Linked DNA regions of Mus musculus: region 1 is linked to region 2. The links are chromatin contacts, called in public ChIA-PET maps. All regions are on one chromosome and are shown on one strand. The core of a region is the stretch at or near the end of the contact, and the rest is flanking DNA. Distances in the headings are between cores, read along the strand shown. Region 1 overlaps Gm41331 (a long non-coding RNA gene). Region 2 overlaps Nsmce2 (NSE2/MMS21 homolog, SMC5-SMC6 complex SUMO ligase).

Region 1 (4,786 bases), core at 1,697-4,196, 650 kb after region 2:
CCATGTAGAGACTGCCATATCCAGGGATCCACCCCATAATCAGCATCCAAACGCTGACACCATTGCATACACTAGCAAGATTTTATTGAAAGGACCCAGATGTAGCTGTCTCTTGTGAGACTATGCCGGGGCCTAGCAAACACAGAAGTGGATGCTCACAGTCAGCTAATGGATGGATCATAGGGCTCCCAATGGAGGAGCTAGAGAAAGTAGCCAAGGAGCTAAAGGGATCTGCAACCCTATAGGTGGAACAACATTATGAACTAACCAGTACCCCGGAGCTCTTGACTCTAGCTGCATATATATCAAAAGATGGCCTAGTCGGCCATCACTGGAAAGAGAGGCCCATTGGACTTGCAAACTTTATATGCCCCAGTACAGGGGAACACCAGGGCCAAAAAGGGGGAGTGGGTTGGCAGGGGAGTGGGAGTGGGTGGATATGGGGGACTTTTGGTATAGCATTGGAAATGTAAATGAGCTAAATACCTAATAAAAAATGGAAAAAAAAAAAGAAAACTCAGGAAGAATTTCTGAAATATGAAAGGGTGAGTTGAGGAGGAAGAAATAGAATTTTCATGTCCGTAATAAGAGATGAGCAAAGTCTATAGAAATATACTGAGTGACAAATAACTAGAGCCAAAGATATTCCTTTCACTGAAAAAAATAGAGGATCAAAGCACTACTGCCATTGGAGAGAAATTCTTTAGCCACTCATCAGTCAACCTGTCCTCCATGATTAATTCTTATTCTCCTTAATCTTTGATGAGCAGTCATGTACCTACAGTATCTTTTCAACTACAGAGGTGTGGGAATCTCAACTCTTACATTGCTATGGCCCATGATAATTTATGAAGCACCATCAGAGGCTTCTGGCATGATCTTTTTCTGTGGGTATCTGGGATAGTTCTATTTTGTTGCTGATAAAGCCCCCTGCCCTAATTTGCTGGTGATAGTTAGGAGGTGTCAGAGTATAAACACAATCAACTAGAGAAGGCAGAGTTATAAAGTCTGTGCTTGCCATTACTTTAAAAGTTTGAAAAGTAAAAGACCTGATGAAAGTTAACCACAAAATAATGCAATTGATGGGGAAATATGTCTGACACTTACAGTCAATTCAAAAGGTTTAGGCTAAATATACATGCATGGAAAGATTAATTCTATTTTTCAAAGAAGAGTGCATATGGCATCTAACTTATGAAATAGATAAGCATAATTTTCACAGAAAAAGATTTCAGATGTAATAGTCATGAGCCATCATATGTCGTAAATATCAAACATGTAGTTAGCATATACCAAGGAGATTATCTATATATATAATATATACATATATCAAGAAAACATATTAAGCATGTTGGCACAAGGAAGAAACACCCAAATGAAATAATCTATGCTTGCCTTGCTGACAATTCAGAAGACCTCGTTGTAGTTACAATGCCATCATATCAAATTACTCCCATTAGCTAAAGACGCACCTGAAGCATGTGAGTTTGAGTTTTAAAACATTTTATTAAAGTCTTTATAATAACACTGCTTTTACATGGGTCATATAAAACCTTTGATTTCTTAATTTTTATGGGCATTTATTTAGCCCCCAAGTCAATCCAAAACGAGCTCCTTTAAGGGATTTTATAATTGAATGTGGTAATACCATCTGGATGTAAGAAAATATTGCACAAACACAGTCTTTACAGGCACACACATTCATGAATGTATACATACATATACAGACAGAGACATAAATAGCTTAACATCTTCCAGTTTTAAATTTTAGCCATAGTTGAAGCATTATCACAGAAATATAAAGCTCATTGGTTTATAGAAAAGAATGGGACCCCATTGCCTGTGTTTTTCATTTTTACGAAGATTATGGTTTTGGAAGAGGGGTAAATCGAAGCTTGATATAAAAGCTGAAGCTTTTTCATTATTATTGCTGTAGTACAGCTTTATGTTGACCTTTGACCTGATATATAATTCTGTAAAGCCTGTGGGCTAAAGCAAGCAAGGGAGGCGAGAGGAGAGACCGTGGCTATTATCTGGTGTCTGTCAGGCCTGTTCTTGTGGATAAACATTTAGTTTGCTGTTATTTAGACTTTTTGGTCTGATACTGTTATTATTAGTGTACTGGTGTCCCTAAACTCACGCAGAGTCATCAGTAACGTAAGAGAGAATTACAAGAAAGCATAAGAAATTAAATGACAAAGTGAGATCTGAAAATTGGAGGCAAAGGAGTAGAGTGGGTAGGGGTGTAGAAGTTGAGGAGATTGAAGGACTCACGTCACGTAAGTAAAGACTGAGGAGGGTAGAAAGATTGGAGTTAGAATAGGTTATGGGAATGTCTTAGGATAAGAGACACTGGGGAAGAAAGATGGTCTCTGATGCTGCCTCTGAAAAACTTTTTAAAGGAATAACATGCTTTGCATCTGCAAAAAGTAAGTGGATGGAGGAAAGGCTGTGTGCTACTCGGATGAGATCTCAGAGGTATGAAATCAAGAAGTCTCACAGAATGAGACAGTTTAGGAAGATGCCAAGTTCTCTCAAGAGCATGTGCCCAAAGTCCGGGATGTGTGGGGTAAGAGATGATTGAAAGTTTACCTAGACAGTGAAAGAAATGCCTGCCAGTGCTAGGAGCCGTGGACCTGAAACTGAAGTATGGTTTCCTCAGAAGGATTCATGAAGTTTAATCATATGTTTTAAAAAAATGTAGAAGGATTTAGAGAAATAGTAGAAAACGATGAAATTGAGGAAAAAACAAGTAGACTTAGAGAGATACCAAAAAAAAAAAAATGTGTATAATACTGGGTTATTGGAATTGGGAGGGTACTCACCATTTTTGATTTTGCTTTCCAAGTCAGGTTTCAAAGAGTTTAACGAGACAGCACCACCACTTGCCTGAAGAGAGCAGGCTGGAAGTCAGCATACTGTCCAATCACAGCAAGTTGAAGAAAAACAACAGTTGAGGGGCAGCCAGAATTTTGTTCAAATCATGGCACCATTACCACTATAGTAAGTCATCCAATCTGGACAGGAACTTGAAAACATTTTATTAAGAAGTCTATTGCAATGGGAAGAGGGGAGAATCATCCCACAAAGATTCTTAAAGCTTAAATCACAAATGTTTCATGGAAAGGATGGGCGAGCAAAATTTTATACATACACAGCCTCTTGCTTGGTCTTTTAAAGAAGTAGGGAAGTGAGAGGTGGAGGTGAGGGTGTTACTAAAGCACAGGAAATACCACTAAGTGTAACCTCCCCCACCCCCTCAGCCTGAAACCTGTTTGCTCAGGTTTCACTGTTTGCATCAGGGTGGAGCCTGCCGCTCAATCGTTCTGCCACACCCACTGCTGGAGCCTGCTGTCTTGCTGTTCTGGAGCCATACATGTGGTCACCCTGCAACTGGACCCCAGGATTATTTGGTGGGAATTAGCCCCTTCCCCCTCCTTCATAACTTGATGCACGAATTAGTAAAATTGAGCTTTGATCAGAACCCAATTGTCTCAGCTCTGTTCTCTTTCCCATCCATCTAGTTCCTTTCTTTCAGCTCGAGCCTGCCATCTCAGCCATACCATTCCTCATGAGCCGCTGGTCTGCCCGCAACAACTAAGTTCTGAGTTAATGGGAAAATATTGGCAGGAAGTGTTGGTATGCAGTTATGCACATAGAGGAAGCAGCTTTACTTTAACTGGCCAAGCAAAGAATGGGAAAAGTACAGAGAGATGAGGGGGTTGGTATCTAGTGACCCATAGCAAATCAACTGATACTTGTGTCAAGAACATCATTTGATTAGTTTCATTAGCCCCCTAAAATTAGTCACATTTCCAAAAGACCCCTCGAAAATCATGAAGGTTTTTTCCCTTTCACTGGAAAAGGAGTTAGAAATGGTGCTGGTTATTTCAAGTGCTGCAATGAGTCACACGGGAAATATTGTCAAATCCAAAGACGTTCACAGGCAGTATGTTAGATTTGTATGAGTAAACATTGGTAATGTGAATGTTTTAAACATTGTACTCTGCATGAGAAAGATGAAGATGATGGTAAGCGTTTCTACTGCCCGTGATAGAGCTTTCTGCATCAGACTCCTGCAACTTTGTTTACTGTAAGACAACAGTGTTAGTGTTATAACATTTTAATTACTTTTTGAACATTACCATGGTTGTAAGATTATTTAACTTGAATATTATACATCTTAGACTGATTTTTTTGTTTTTGTTTTTGTTTTGTTTTTGTTTTCAGGACTCATGCCACTGATCTTCGAAATCTTGATGCTTAAAATTAACTCCTGATATAGGAACCTATTTATGTGGGAATCTTGATACAGTTGGAGGGAAATTTTAGTGATATTATGTATGTATGTATATATATATATATGACATGTAATGTATTAGAAGGTTTGTAGTATATCTAACATGTTTTCTATGTGATACTTACATAGATTTATTTTCATAAATTAGAAATACTAAACATCCTTCTCTCAAGAAATTCTTTAAACATTGTGTTTATATATATCTTCCATAAATATTTTATTTTCGATAGACTTTGTTTTGTAAGGAATTAGAGCTACTAAATGTGTCTGTCAGCTGGCTTAAAAACTGTTCATGTTACCCATTTCTGAAAAATGTCAACAGTTCCATCTTGATGGGTAGATAGATTTTTTTTTTTTGGCTAGTTTGTTTTACTCTTGTTGCTCTATGACACCTTTATGATGAGCTGCAAAACAGGGAGCTGCATTTTCAACAAAGGAAAATTGCTGGATAGCTTGGCAGAGAAGGACCATGTCATATACCCTGGG
Region 2 (5,186 bases), core at 1,822-4,321:
CACCTTACCTCTCTAGTACTACAGGTAGTGGTAATAGCTTCCACAGGTCACCTGTGACTCCCTGGTTCTGTCCACTGAGAAATCCAGACGAGGGTGAGAGTTTATAGAGGCTGAAAAGTGCTCAGCCCGGGTCAGAAGACTGATAGGCATTCCGTCTCTGCACAGCCCCGCTGCGCTGAGTCTTCTGCAGGTGGGTCACAGCAGAGCTAGTTTACAAGATTGACAGGTGAACACTTGTTGAATATCCCCATAGTATGGCACTGTGGGGTGCATGCAAGGGTGCATACGTTTGGGGGGGGGTGGGGGTCGGTGGGGGGGGGGGTATGTGTTTCTGTTTCTGTAACGAGAACCTGAGACAGTCATTATAGGAGGAAAGTATGTATCTCTGCGCTGTGGAGGTCCCAGTCCCTGGTGACTGTTGAGCCCTGTTGCTTAGGGACTGTTGCAAGGCAGCACGTATGGTAAGAGTGTGTGGCAGAGCAAACTCCAGCCTGCGGCTAGGGAGTGAGAGAGACAGAAAAGACCCAAGTCCTGCAGTCAGTCCTCTGTGGGTGTGTCCTCAGTGACCCAAAGGCTTCCCATAGAAGGCCATTCTACTTCTACACTAGCTTATAGCACAGAGCACTTAGCTGCCTCCTATGTGCCATGCAAAGTTTGTTTGCGCTCATATCAACCCCTGTGTATTGCTCTTATTTTACAAATAAAGAGCCATCAAACAACTTGCCAGAGTTTGAACAGCGATTTAATGGCACAGTTAGACTCTGTCCCATGGAGCTTTTGTCTGCCTGGGACAGAATCCAACTATGAACTTAAATCTGTGACCTCCTAAGCATCAAGCTACAATGCAGGAATTAAGACACCAGAGAGACAAACATCACAAGGGTTGGGGGGTAAGGGTTCTAACCTTAAATAATAGGAAAATAGAGTGCTATTTCACCTTAAATTCTCTGGGATCTAGTCCATTAATCCACATCAGAAAACCCCCAGCCAGGAAGTTTATATGGAGAGATTCAGACTGGGAAGTTTAAGAGCAGGAACCCTATTGCAAACAAAACTGCTTGGGTTTTCAAGGCCTCGAGTTGGGTCTGAGTAGCTCCTCCCCACCCCCATATAGCACAGCGTGACTGTCAAGTCAGTCAGTTTTACAGTTTAGTTGAGTTTGAGCTGGACATTTAACAGTTCACTAAAAGATGCCTGGGCATCTGCCCTGTGCAAAGCGTCACACAAATGCTTTTAAATGCCATAGTGAGGAAAGTGCACTCATCCAGCTCACAGAGGTGAGTGATAGAAACAGGGTCTTCATGTCTTCAACATGACAGGCCACCATGATAAGGAGCCCATCCCTTAGGTCTGCAGCTAGTGAGCCGGACAGGAGACAATGATGCTGGGACCCTACATCACATAGTCATCTTTTCTCTTATCTGACGTCCTGTGAGTCTTTCGCTTTAGCTTTGATAGAACCACATACAACTCACCTGTTCAGAGTGAATTTTACAAGTCTTCAAAGCTGTGCGACCATCTTGACAACAATCACAAGAAACCCTCTGTTAGTATTCACTTCCCGTTTTCTTCCAGGCCCCCCAGCGCTAGCCGCTGCAAGTGGACTTTGTATCTCTGTAGACGTGCCATTTGGATATCGCATACAAATGTGTTGGTGTGGTCTGGTGTGTCTGGCTTCCCTGACTAGGCATGATGCTTTCCAGTGTCATCCATGTGGAAGCATGTGTCCACACATTCCTCTTCATGCCTTTAACCCATTGTATGGACACGCCACATTGTTGACTCACGAGCTGGCGGTCATTCTGCTTGTTTTTCTCTTTTGCCTGTGATGAATAACGCTGCTTGAACATTTGTGTACCAGTGGATGTGCGTTTTCATTTTCACTTCTTGTGGTGTTTATCTCAGAGCACAACTACTGGGTCATATGGTAACTCTATGTTTATCCTTTTTAGGAACTCCCAGGCTGTTTCCCACAGCGAGGGCGCCATTTTACATTTCCACCAGCAGTGTCTGAGGGTTCCAATTGCTTCCCGTCCTTGCCAGCACTTGTCACTGCCTGTCTTCTTACTGTAGCCATTGTAGTGGGTGTGAAGTGGTGTCTCGTTGTTTTACCTTGCATTTCTCTGATGGATTAATATTGTGGTGTTTATATTACTAACCTAGGCAGAAGTTTAAATCTCATACTTTCATATAGAAACCACTGCATATTACTTGGATTAACCAGTAATTCTGAAGCAAAACCATAGTTCTGTACCAGATAAATGTCGTTCATGAAATTATACTTGAAAAAAAAACTACAAAGTAAAATGACTTGGGATGAAGATAACACACTCACCTGGGACATTAGTTTTGCAGTATGAATTCATCTGCAGTGTTCTTTATCTGCACTACTAAAATGCTGTTGTGTGACATTTACTGGATAATCCAGACAGCACTTGACTAAATCCACAGTATGGTGTCACTGGGTAAACACTTGAAAATGGAAATGTGTATCCCTTCTGGTTTTATCAGTTGAGATTAAAGGTGGTTTATAGCACAGGAAACCTTTTCTCCACCACCCTGTATCTCAGTGTGGGCCAATAATCTGTCACCTGAAACCACTTAAAATAGGTTGGGCTTTCTTGACTGTCCTGTTGCTGTGATGACATCAGGATCTGACTGCAGAGGGGAGAAAAGAACACTTCTCTGACTTGTTTGCCTCCATGTCCTTTGTCCCCAGTTAAAAGCACTGCCCTTCTTTAGCCCTTACTTCTGTCTGGTTCTCAGATGTTTTCTACACCGTCTGTCTCTGTGGAGCTCCTAGTCTGCTCACAGTTGTTTCTGTCAAGGAAAGCTCCGTGTGAGCTTGGAAGTGTGAGATTCACCAGCCCTAGATATGTACAAAGTGAGGAGGGGCTGGTGGAGGAAAAAAGTATCTCAAACCAAACTCCAAAGATGCTTTCCCTAGAAAGAGTCTCAGGACAGCTTTGAAAGCTCCCCAGGACAAATAACTTCACAGGAGACCAGTGGTCCTCACTGGCACAGAGAGAGCCTCACCAGTGCTAAGCTTCCTGTGTGCTGTGCATTCCTGACTGCATTCGGCACTGTTTGCTGAGGGCCTGCAGGGGACCAAGGAGAAAAGAGAAAGGAAGAGTGGCTATGGCTAGTTCCGCCCTTCTTAGTTTCTACCTCTGCCTTATCTGCTCCTCATCTTACTGTGGGCCTGTGGCTCGGCTGGGGAGTGGTTCCAAAGAATAACTAGGTTGATTGGCAGGAATTGAATTCTGCCACCCCAGAGTAACGGGAGGCAACAACCTCAGACCCTTAAGCTGGTTTAAGCCTTCGTGAGTTCTCTTTTGACACTTTTTGAAACACTGCTCTGGGTGAAGCAAGCACATTGTGGCTACTAAAGATCCTGGACGACTGGCTAACCCTGGCCCATGTGCCTTCAGGACTGTTACAGAGGAACTAGATAGGAATCATTGGTAGGTTAGTAGCAATTGTGGTTTGGTTCTGATTTTTAAAGTGACTAGCCCTCAAGTAACAGAAAAATAAAGGATGGCAAGTGCTTGTTGACTGGACCGTTTGCTAAGATCGTGCGAATAGCTGTGCATAGGCTCCGGGCTCATTTTTTCCATAGCCCTCTGACATGACAAGGTCAACCTTCAAGTGAGCTGTAATGAAACTTCGTGCATCCCAGCCGTATCCAGTGTGCCCTTAGCTTAACACTCATCTGTCTGTGACCTGACATAGTGAATGTAGTGGCTCCCTGCTCCCACAAGTCCTATGAGGAATGGTGGGGAGGAGGTATAGGAGTGGAGAGGGCTGTACAGCAAGAACTTGCCCACGTTAGGAAGCCAGCTGACAGGTTTGGCTGTGGCCGAGCTTATTTTCCATTGGATTCTGAGTTTCCTTGCAGCAGTTTTTACAGAAAGCTTTAAGCTCCTTGCCTTCATAGTCCCACACAGGAGGGGATGATGGCCGAGGAAAAGCGGATTCATTTGTTCCTGTAACAAAAGAATCAAATGTACTTCTGTGGAACAAAAATGCATTGGAAATTTTGCTTGTTGTTTTCTATTACAAAATTGAAATAAAAAAGGAATGTTACCTGTACTGATTTTCTTATTTCATATGGAAAATAAGAATATGTTGCCGGGCAGTGGTGGCACATGCCTTTAATCTCAGCACTTGGGAGGCAGAGGCAAGTGGATTTCTAAGTTCGAGGCCAGCCTGGTCTACAGAGTGAGTTCCAGGACAGCCAGGGCTACACAGAGAAACCCTGTCTCGAAAAAACAAACAAACAAAAACAACAACAACAACAAAAAAAAACTTTAAAAAAAAATGTGTGTGTGTGTGTGTGTGTGTATGTGTGTGTGTGTGTTTAGAGCCTGCGTATCTTATTTCCTTTCTGCAAGCATTGTTATCTACAGTCACTGGCTCAATGAACTTATCATTTTCCTGGACCACTGTTCTATAAGGGTTCTAAAATCAATCAATATCTCTCTCTCTCTCTCTCTCTCTCTCACACACACACACACACTATTAACAGCTGCTTGCTCCATTCTGACTTGTGTGCTTTCCAGCTAAGGTGAGTGTGTGCAGTGCCGTGACTAACGCTGCACTCCTCTCACAGATGCTGTCTAGAGGGGAGCTCTCAAGTCAGCAAAGCCCCGACCTTCCCTCACCCATTCCTCCCCACCACCAGACTCTCGTAGGAGCAATCCTTTCATCTGCCCCTAAGTGACCTCCTTGGGTAGACCATGCCCTGAGTCTGGCAGCTTAGTCTATTTCCTAGTAGAAACTCTTTTTCTCAGTTTAGGGAAATTTTATATTCGCTGTGTCTTGTTCATAAAAGTATTCCTTCCAGAGTGACACACGGTGAAAATGAGGGTGGGATGCCTTAATTAGGAGACTTCGTTGATTGCTTCCAATAAGTAAAGCAATTATGCCATGTATCGGAATATGAATGCAAATGCTTTGTAATATTAACCCTTGATGTGGAAGAAGTAGCCTGGCCTTTGAAGTCAGGTAATTGCAAAACTAATGCTGACTGGATGCCAGGCACTGTTGCAAGCTCCTTTATAAGTTGGTTCACTCACGCTTACCTCAGCCCTCTGAGAGTGTTCTATTAATATGCCCATTTCACAGATAGGAGGAAACCTGGGGTGGGATTAAGAAAGCTGTTGTGAGTGTGGGAACCAGCAGTT

Evidence for each region. ChIA-PET counts read pairs in DNA pulled down with a chosen protein or histone mark.
Region 1: a contact with region 2 is called in an RNA polymerase II ChIA-PET map of memory CD8 T cells, with 5 read pairs. The contact joins two enhancer-like sites. A contact is called at or near these places in 2 of 115 datasets of contacts at active chromatin or transcription factors (memory CD8 T cells and pancreatic cancer cells).

What each region holds. Positions count from the first base shown.
Region 1 is chr15:60,184,260-60,189,045 of GRCm38.p6, forward strand. It overlaps Gm41331 (a long non-coding RNA gene), which reads left to right. Exons shown (of 3, transcript XR_875373.2): 3 at 2,849-3,044. Among named protein-coding and RNA genes, the nearest start is that of Gm41331, 45 kb to the left of the region's middle. Within about 2 kb of position 2,947, at least 36 of the 459 cell types and tissues checked have an H3K27ac peak or open chromatin away from gene starts, as enhancers often do. A contact at or near this core is called in memory CD8 T cells, where this site is marked.
Region 2 is chr15:59,535,575-59,540,760 of GRCm38.p6, forward strand. The region is part of intron 4 of Nsmce2 (NSE2/MMS21 homolog, SMC5-SMC6 complex SUMO ligase); the gene reads left to right. Among named protein-coding and RNA genes, the nearest start is that of Gm36677, 80 kb to the right of the region's middle. Within about 2 kb of position 3,072, at least 47 of the 459 cell types and tissues checked have an H3K27ac peak or open chromatin away from gene starts, as enhancers often do. A contact at or near this core is called in memory CD8 T cells, where this site is marked.